Linked DNA regions of Mus musculus: region 1 is linked to region 2. Evidence: chromatin contacts called from public Hi-C data. All regions are on one chromosome and are shown on one strand. Each heading gives the region's core, a stretch centred on a gene start, on an enhancer-like site or on the middle of the called end of the contact. The rest is flanking DNA. Distances are from core to core; before and after follow the strand shown.

Region 1 (3,746 bases), core at 1,137-3,636, 100 kb after region 2:
TTACAACAATTTGATGGTGATGCCACAGGTGTCAGATCTGAAAAGGTTTCCTCATTATTGGTTCTTCCTCCTCCTAAGGTCAGACCATCGCTATGGTGCCATCTTTCACTCTGCTGACTCTTTCCGCGTCAGCTCAATCCGTACTGTGTGCAGTCTGACCTCAGTTCGGCTGCTGCAGTTCTAAACTCCAGAGTTTATTCTCAGTCCTTCTAGTACGGTTTCTATTTCTTTACTAATACTATGTGCTCTGTGAGTTGCTTAGGCCTTCCTTTATCTTTATAGGCAGCTCTCCTTTGGTGAATATGCTTAGAGCAGCTCGATGAACTTGTCTGCTGAGCTTAACACTGCTTGCTCGGAGCAGCCTCTATATTGTAGCTTGTGAAGTACATTCTCTTCTTTCTTTGCAAGTCCTATAATAACACAGAACTGATCATTTACATATAGACAGTGGCAGCCAGGCAGCAGTGGCGCACGCCCATATACCATGGCAGCCAGGTGGAGGCAGCACACACCCAGCGCACAGGAAACAAAGCAGGTTTAAGCTGCCCAGGCTGGCTTCAAACTTCTGACCTTTATGCCTCATCTTCCCAGACAGCTGGGCCTGTAGGTGTGTGCCACCACAGCTGGCTGACTTTCAAGTACTTTTGTGAAAATTTAGTTTCTACATCTAGTTTTACTTAATCTTGTTCAAATAATGACTATGGTAGCTAAAATAGTATTCTTTTTTAAAAATAAAACTGTTTCTCTGACTTTTCGCTTTCCTGGTTACTCACAACTAAACTTGTGAATAGCATCAATTATCCCACCGGAAGGATGAACTGCAAATATTTCCTGCAGACATTATTTAAAAAGAACTTACGATTAGCCACGTCTCTATGGACTATTATCAGGAAATCTTGCCCCACAAGAATGGAGGACATTGGGTAAGCCTGATTGTTGTAATGTGGGTGTACGAGCCGTGCTGTCAAGAGCTAAATCCTATTACAATCAATTTCTAAACCACATAATCCTAAATTAATCCAATTATTTCTGACTAACTTGATAGCTGAAATCCTATGAAAATCTTCATTATAATAAAGGACATTAACATTTGGGGTTAGAAGTTAGAGCCTAGTAAAGTTATTTAAATTTAATGATGATATTTCTGACATCTGCTACTAACAATTTTAAGTTTTTTGGATCTGTGGAAATCGTAGTTTTCACTGAAAAACTTCATGAATAATTTACTACATATGGTATAGGAGGCTGGGCAATAGCCGGTGCACAATCTGCTTCATTAAAATTTAAAACAATTGTTTATTTTTATACATATTTCCCTGGTCTAGCAGGCAGTACACACCTTTCTGAGTCCAGTTACACATATGTGAAGCTACGATGTCCTCAGCTCATGGTCGCCAGTTTAATATCTAACTTTACTCTCCCGTCTTCAAATACACTAATCTGATCCTTGGCAAAAAGCAATCAGCTATTAATCCAATCAGTGTAATTGTCATGTCAGCGATAGTTTTCCTGTCAGGAAATGTGACCATTGTGATGTTCTGCCCCGCTGGTTCTGCCTCTGGTTCATTTCTCTGTTCTGACTGACACTGTATTCTGTTCAGTTTGCATCACGCTTTCCTAGGCTGCACAACTGGAGATATTAGTCTGCATTCCAAGCAAGCCTGTTTTGCTAGGTGATTTTGGATCTTTGTAAGTACTCCTGAGCTTGTTTTGGGCATGCTAAGATACCTGGCAATAGTTAGCTGTTTTCAATCTTGAGTCTCATGGTGCATAAGTGATGTTTAGAAGGGATGTTGGCCAGGGTCACCTGCCCAAGGAACCACCTGGTGCAGTACCATGAGAATCTCGAAGTGGCAAATCTGAAATCCTCACTAAGGAGAGCGAACACTTACAGCTCCTAAACAGAGAGAGGCGTGGGACACGAAGAAAGGAAGCGCTGCTTCCGACAAGCAGCGACAACCACCGCACGCAGCTGGACAGTGCTGCTCTTTTAGATGTTTTATTTTGGTTTGTTTTTTGGTTTTTCAAGGCAGGGTTTATTTGTGTAGCCCTGGTTATCCTGGCACTATCTCTGTAGACCAGGCTGGCATCAAATTCAGAGATCTGCCTGCCTCTGCCTCCTAAGAGACAAAGATCTTCATAGAGATGGGAGTAGAACTCTTTGAGACAGCCATTCTTAACAAATTCTGTGTTTGGAGAGACATCTCTTCTCACAGGTTCTTTTTCATCGTTCAGAAGAACAAAGTGCTTAGCTAAAATCAGGCTCTATAAAATTAGCTATTTCAATTGAAAGTTGTAAAATCAGAGGATCTTCAGTGAACATAGATGCTCACAGCAGCAGGAAACCAAAGAGAAGGTGGCAACCAGGAAGCTAGGTTCACTAATCTTCCACTCTCAAAAGGTCACCTGCTCAAGATGCAGCTGTGTGGTGTGCCTAAGGTGCTGAAGAGCTTCCCAGATCTGTTTCTTCCCCCAGCTCAACACCCTCAGGTGACTTGCTTTCAAGATCAGCATGGCTGTATCTTCCAGAAGTTCCTGAATTCACCTGCCCTGACTCAGCCTAATCCCTCTGTGATCAATTCAAATTCTCATGTTTTTCCAGGAAGCAAATCTGGTCCTCAGACCCTCTGACTGGTCTGCTCCTTTCTCCCTGCGGTGTCAAGTGGCCCTTGCCACTGTTTCTTTAGGGCAGTGCTTGCTTGCTTGCTTAGCTGGCCAGTTTCCTTTTGTTTACGCTCTACACTTCTTGGCCACAGTCAAGGAAGATCTTTTGTTCTATGGTCTCCACAGTATGGTCACAGGTGTTTCCTTAGGCAGGTGGCCCTGACTATGCTGTAATTCCAGCATTCTGGAGCCTGAGGCAAGGGAATTGCTAGCTTGCTAGCTTGAAGCCAACTTGGGCTACATAGAAAGAACTTGTTCTCAAAAGACAGCATCTCTCTCTCTCTCTCTCTCTCTCTCTCTCTCTCTCTCTCTCTCTCTCTCTCTCTCTCTCTCTCTCTCTCTCCAGCTAGGCCACTTTAATTATAATTCAACTCTGCTCTGGCTACTTCTAATGTACCAAGTACTTGCAGTTTTCTCAAAGTCTTAGTCATATACTATGTCCGAGTTTTAAAAAGATACACTTGGTAAAGTTTGCCCTAAACAAAAGTAAGTTAAATAGAAAAATATGGGAAAAGTTATATATTTTTTCCTAAACAGTTTAATGTTATATTTTTATTATGTTTTTTAAAATTCTATAAGTATTATAATTTTATATTGTATAAATACATAAATAATGCCAAGCTTTGAGGGTTTTATTTTAAAACTGAAATAAGGCAGGTAAGATAGCTCAGTGGTCAAAGGTGCTTGCTACCAAGCTTGATGACCTGAGTCAGACTCCTGAGACCCAGATGGTGAGAAGAGAGAACCAACTGTTGTAAGTTGTCCTCCGCGCTCCACAGTTAGAAAGAAAGTCACTGGTATATCCATCCATAAGGCAACCTTACAACTTGGCAAGCTCTTGTATTTATATACCCTTTTCTTAGAAGGTAACAGTGGATTTCCTCAGTAGACTGGAGGTGCCTAAGAGCACCCTGCTCCTGCTCTGACCTCTCAGTTTCCTGACTGTCTCTCGCCTCTACTGTCCTTACCCCACTCACCTTCCTTACTCCTAAAATGATTTCAGTGGCCAAGCTGTGACCACTCAGGGCTGGACCGAGTCTCTTTAGTAGACATCATGCGGAAGGCAGTGTCTTTCTGTTAGA
Region 2 (3,490 bases), core at 199-2,698:
ACAAGGACAAGCCTGCAGATCCTGGCTTTAGTAGAATGGTAAAGAGAAAATTTGTCAAGTTTTAAAGAGTAGGAAAAACCGAGGATTCAATAATTACCTATTAAAACTATGGAGCCAGACAAGGTGGCACATGTCTACAATCCCAGCAACTTGGGAGTCAGAGGCAAAAGAATAGCCTAAGAATTTGGGGTCATCCAAATAATAAGAGAGACATAATAAGGTCAGACCAAACCAACCAACCAAACAAACAACAAAAGTCATGATTGTAATCTTTATAATAAAAGAAAAAAAGACTCCCTGTGGAAATCCAAACAGGCCCTCCTGCTCATTCCACCACACTCTCTTATTGGTTTCTCATCACTGGAAAAGCAATCCCTTCAGCAAAGACCCATGCCAAAGGAAAGGCGACTGAGGTCCCAGAGGAGCAAGCAGGTAATTCACAGAAGCCTCACAAGTGTCAGGGAGCACTGGGCTCCTGTGAGAAGAGACTGGAAATCTCAATATGCAGGAGATCAAAGCTTGCAGACACTCAGCCAAGGGCATCTAGGCCAAGAGGCTAAGCAAGAATTCAACCGAAAGTTAAATGAAGTCAAAGGCCACATCCTGCAGTGCCCAGGGAAAATGGTAGATCCAAAACAGCTGCTAAAGACATCGACTTAAAGTCCATAACAGCCAGGTGAAAGAAAAACAGGGTGGCATGTGGCTCGGTGATGAGGAGTAGGCTGCAGCTCAGTGTACAGTGCTTGCTTAGCATGTGCAAGGACCTGAGTTCAAGCCCTACAATGCAGCTAGGACAAAACCTAGCTATAGAGAGACAGACTAATCCGAGCACTTACCTTAAAAACAAGTTATGAGTTAAATAGTCATTTCAAATCTAGTAAACTGTTTCAGATCCCATGTACTGCCAGCCTTCACGGGTACAAAGAATGCATGGAGACTGAGAGTTTCCTTTGAACTCTTGCCCAAGCTGTTAGCTAGGAAAAGTCCTAAGGCCACACAGAATTCTGTGATGTCTGGACCATCTTCTCTTGAAGCATCACATCACCACTGTCAGTTTTTTCTTCTGCAGTCTGGCCATAGTCCAGATGGGGGCAGAGGAACTGAAGCACGGAGACCAATACTGTCAAGAGTTAGACTTATCGTAAATATCTTCAGGTTATGTTCAAAGTGTGCAACACTACACATCCCTGAAACAGAAACCAGTGGACTCGGGAGGGAATGAGAAAACTACGCCTGCTTCCTGAATGAGAATGCCTAGCCCGCCTCCGGACTGGAACAGTCAACTAACCCCTATACCCTATATATACCCTAGTTCAACTTGAGCCTACTCATTTGATAAAACTTGTTTTTTTCAAAACCACCAAAATGGAAGCTACAACCCTACTCAGTAGAGGTCCTGGGCCAACACAAACAACCTTATCAAAGGTCAGGTCTCACAGCTTTCTCTAGGCAGTATGCAAAGCTGCCCTGAAAATGCAAACAGCAGTTCTCTCCCTTAGGCTAACATTAAAACTAGACTTGCAAAACACCCAGCCTGCTAGCAATCAATCCAGCCAGAGTAGACCACAGGACTGTTACTAACCCTGCCCCAGAATCTAGAGATTTCCTTTTTCCACCAATCTTCCTAGCCTCTGTGATCCTCGCTCCAAACCAGTAAATAAAAAAGAAAATCAGCAAAGGGCGAAGAATGGCCAGGTGAGTTAAGACAAATCAACGCGTCTGATAAAGCCTGCACACCCTAAAGGAACTCTGTAGACCAGACTGTCCCTGAACTCAGAGATCCTCCTGCCTTCGCCTTCCCAGCACTGGGACTAAAGGTGTGCACCACCACACCTGGCCTAAAAGAATGCCTTTTTTAAAAGATAAGGGCCAAAGACAGAAATTTTCCAAATTTCAAGAATGGCCTGGCCCAAAGAGGAATGGGTCAGTAGAAATGATCTTAGAAAGAGCACACATTTCAGATCCATTCAAAGTTAGGCAAGGATCCCTTTTTTGTTTAGAAAAACAAAACAGAACTGTTAGAGCTTTAAAATGTCAGTCTGATCACCTTTTAACTAAGGAAAACACACAAGCACAGGCTCACCATCTTCTTCCTCTCCTGCCCTCAAGACAGCCTTTACCAAGGTTCCTCACAATCTTGTCTATGTAACACCAAAAACAATGGGGAAGAGGGACCCACACGCTCCTTCATATATTCCTAAGTTATCATTCTAAACCTCGCCTGTCCTTTTCTTTATTGTTGCAAAGCATATACTTCCTGCTGTACTGTAAGTTCTGAATTTTAAGTCAAACTGTTGGCCCACTCTGGTGGGACTGCCACATCCATTTTCCACACAGCATCTATTCAGAGAAATAAAGATCTCAGTTGGAGTTGGGAACGGGACCTTGCCCTCCTTCACTTCATCTTCCCAACTACTTTCCTCACGGTCCTCCTTGACGTCTATGCTAAAAGTCTACCCTACCTATCTTCTCTGCAATAAAGATCTGCAAATGTATGAAATTTTAACACATTACCATCAAAATCGGTCGAGATGTTGCTGGGAATGCGCACTGTGGTAAACAGATGGGGCTTTCTAGTCTGGTCCTCCTCGGTGGAACCCGAGGAATGGCTGGCGGGATGCTGGAATCAGACCTCTACTGTGCTGCTTAGCTCTTACAGATGTGAGTCTCGGCAGATGAAAAGGGGAGTGGATATTTTCCTCAAGTGAAATGCTTCCATCCACTGGTGTTTAAAAATCAGATGGTCATTCAACTAAGTCATTTTCAGTGTTTTTGAAAACAAATAAACAAAAAACCCAAAAAACATATTTGCAAAAGTTCCCCTTTCTCCAGACACTAAGAGCCACTCAGTTTCTTGGCAGCTACAGACTATTGCAAAGATCCCTCTGCTTGTGCCCTGGCCATCAGTAGCAAGCTAGAGGCACACTCCCTTTAAAGAAGGTCATCTTGAGGAGGAGATGGGGAGCAATCAGCTGTCCTCTAGGCCATACACATAAATCTCAGCAAGGTCAAGTGTGAGCTAAGAATCCACAAGGTCTAGGTGTCTGCCATGGCTTCCCTTAAATGATGGATGCCTGGGTGCCCATGAAGAGACCTCAAAGATCATCCTCTAGCTTGAAGGCCACAGCTCTAAGTCACCAGAATGGGTGACAAACCTTGAGTTCAAAGGCAAGTAGAAATGACAGAGAAGAAAAAAGCCCCTTTTAAATAATCCAACTCTGACATACAGTAGGTTGTCTCACATGTGTCTTGTACAGCAGCAGCTCGAGTGCTTAGCATGGAAGCCCTGGGCTCCATTACCAGCACCACATGAATGAATGAGTAAGCAACTGAAAATGTTTTCATGCCAGCTCATTTTGTAAGATGAGCTTTAAAATGAAAACTGAGCCTTCTACAAAATCCACACTGCATTCCCCTTCCTAACAGATCATATTACAGTTAGCAAGATCAAAATAAGGGCACAGAAAGCAGCTGGCTTTCTACTACAAAA

What was found. Hi-C and Micro-C count contacts between places; a contact is called where the count stands out from the background.
Region 1: a contact with region 2 is called in a Hi-C map of regulatory T cells, with 2.0 times the contacts expected there. The contact joins two enhancer-like sites. A contact is called at or near these places in 2 of 15 datasets of contacts at CTCF or cohesin (CD8 T cells and the NIH/3T3 cell line), 4 of 484 Hi-C or Micro-C datasets (CD4 T cells, CD8 T cells, Th1 cells and 1 more) and 1 of 115 datasets of contacts at active chromatin or transcription factors (bone marrow-derived dendritic cells).

Annotation. Positions count from the first base shown.
Region 1 is chr3:84,101,050-84,104,795 of GRCm38.p6, forward strand. All of the region lies in intron 6 of Mnd1 (meiotic nuclear divisions 1), which reads right to left. Among named protein-coding and RNA genes, the nearest start is that of Gm30458, 41 kb to the left of the region's middle. Within about 2 kb of position 2,387, at least 11 of the 459 cell types and tissues checked have an H3K27ac peak or open chromatin away from gene starts, as enhancers often do. A contact at or near this core is called in regulatory T cells, where this site is marked.
Region 2 is chr3:84,001,498-84,004,987 of GRCm38.p6, forward strand. All of the region lies in intron 3 of Tmem131l (transmembrane 131 like), which reads right to left. Among named protein-coding and RNA genes, the nearest start is that of Tmem131l, 37 kb to the right of the region's middle. Within about 2 kb of position 1,449, at least 15 of the 459 cell types and tissues checked have an H3K27ac peak or open chromatin away from gene starts, as enhancers often do. A contact at or near this core is called in regulatory T cells, where this site is marked.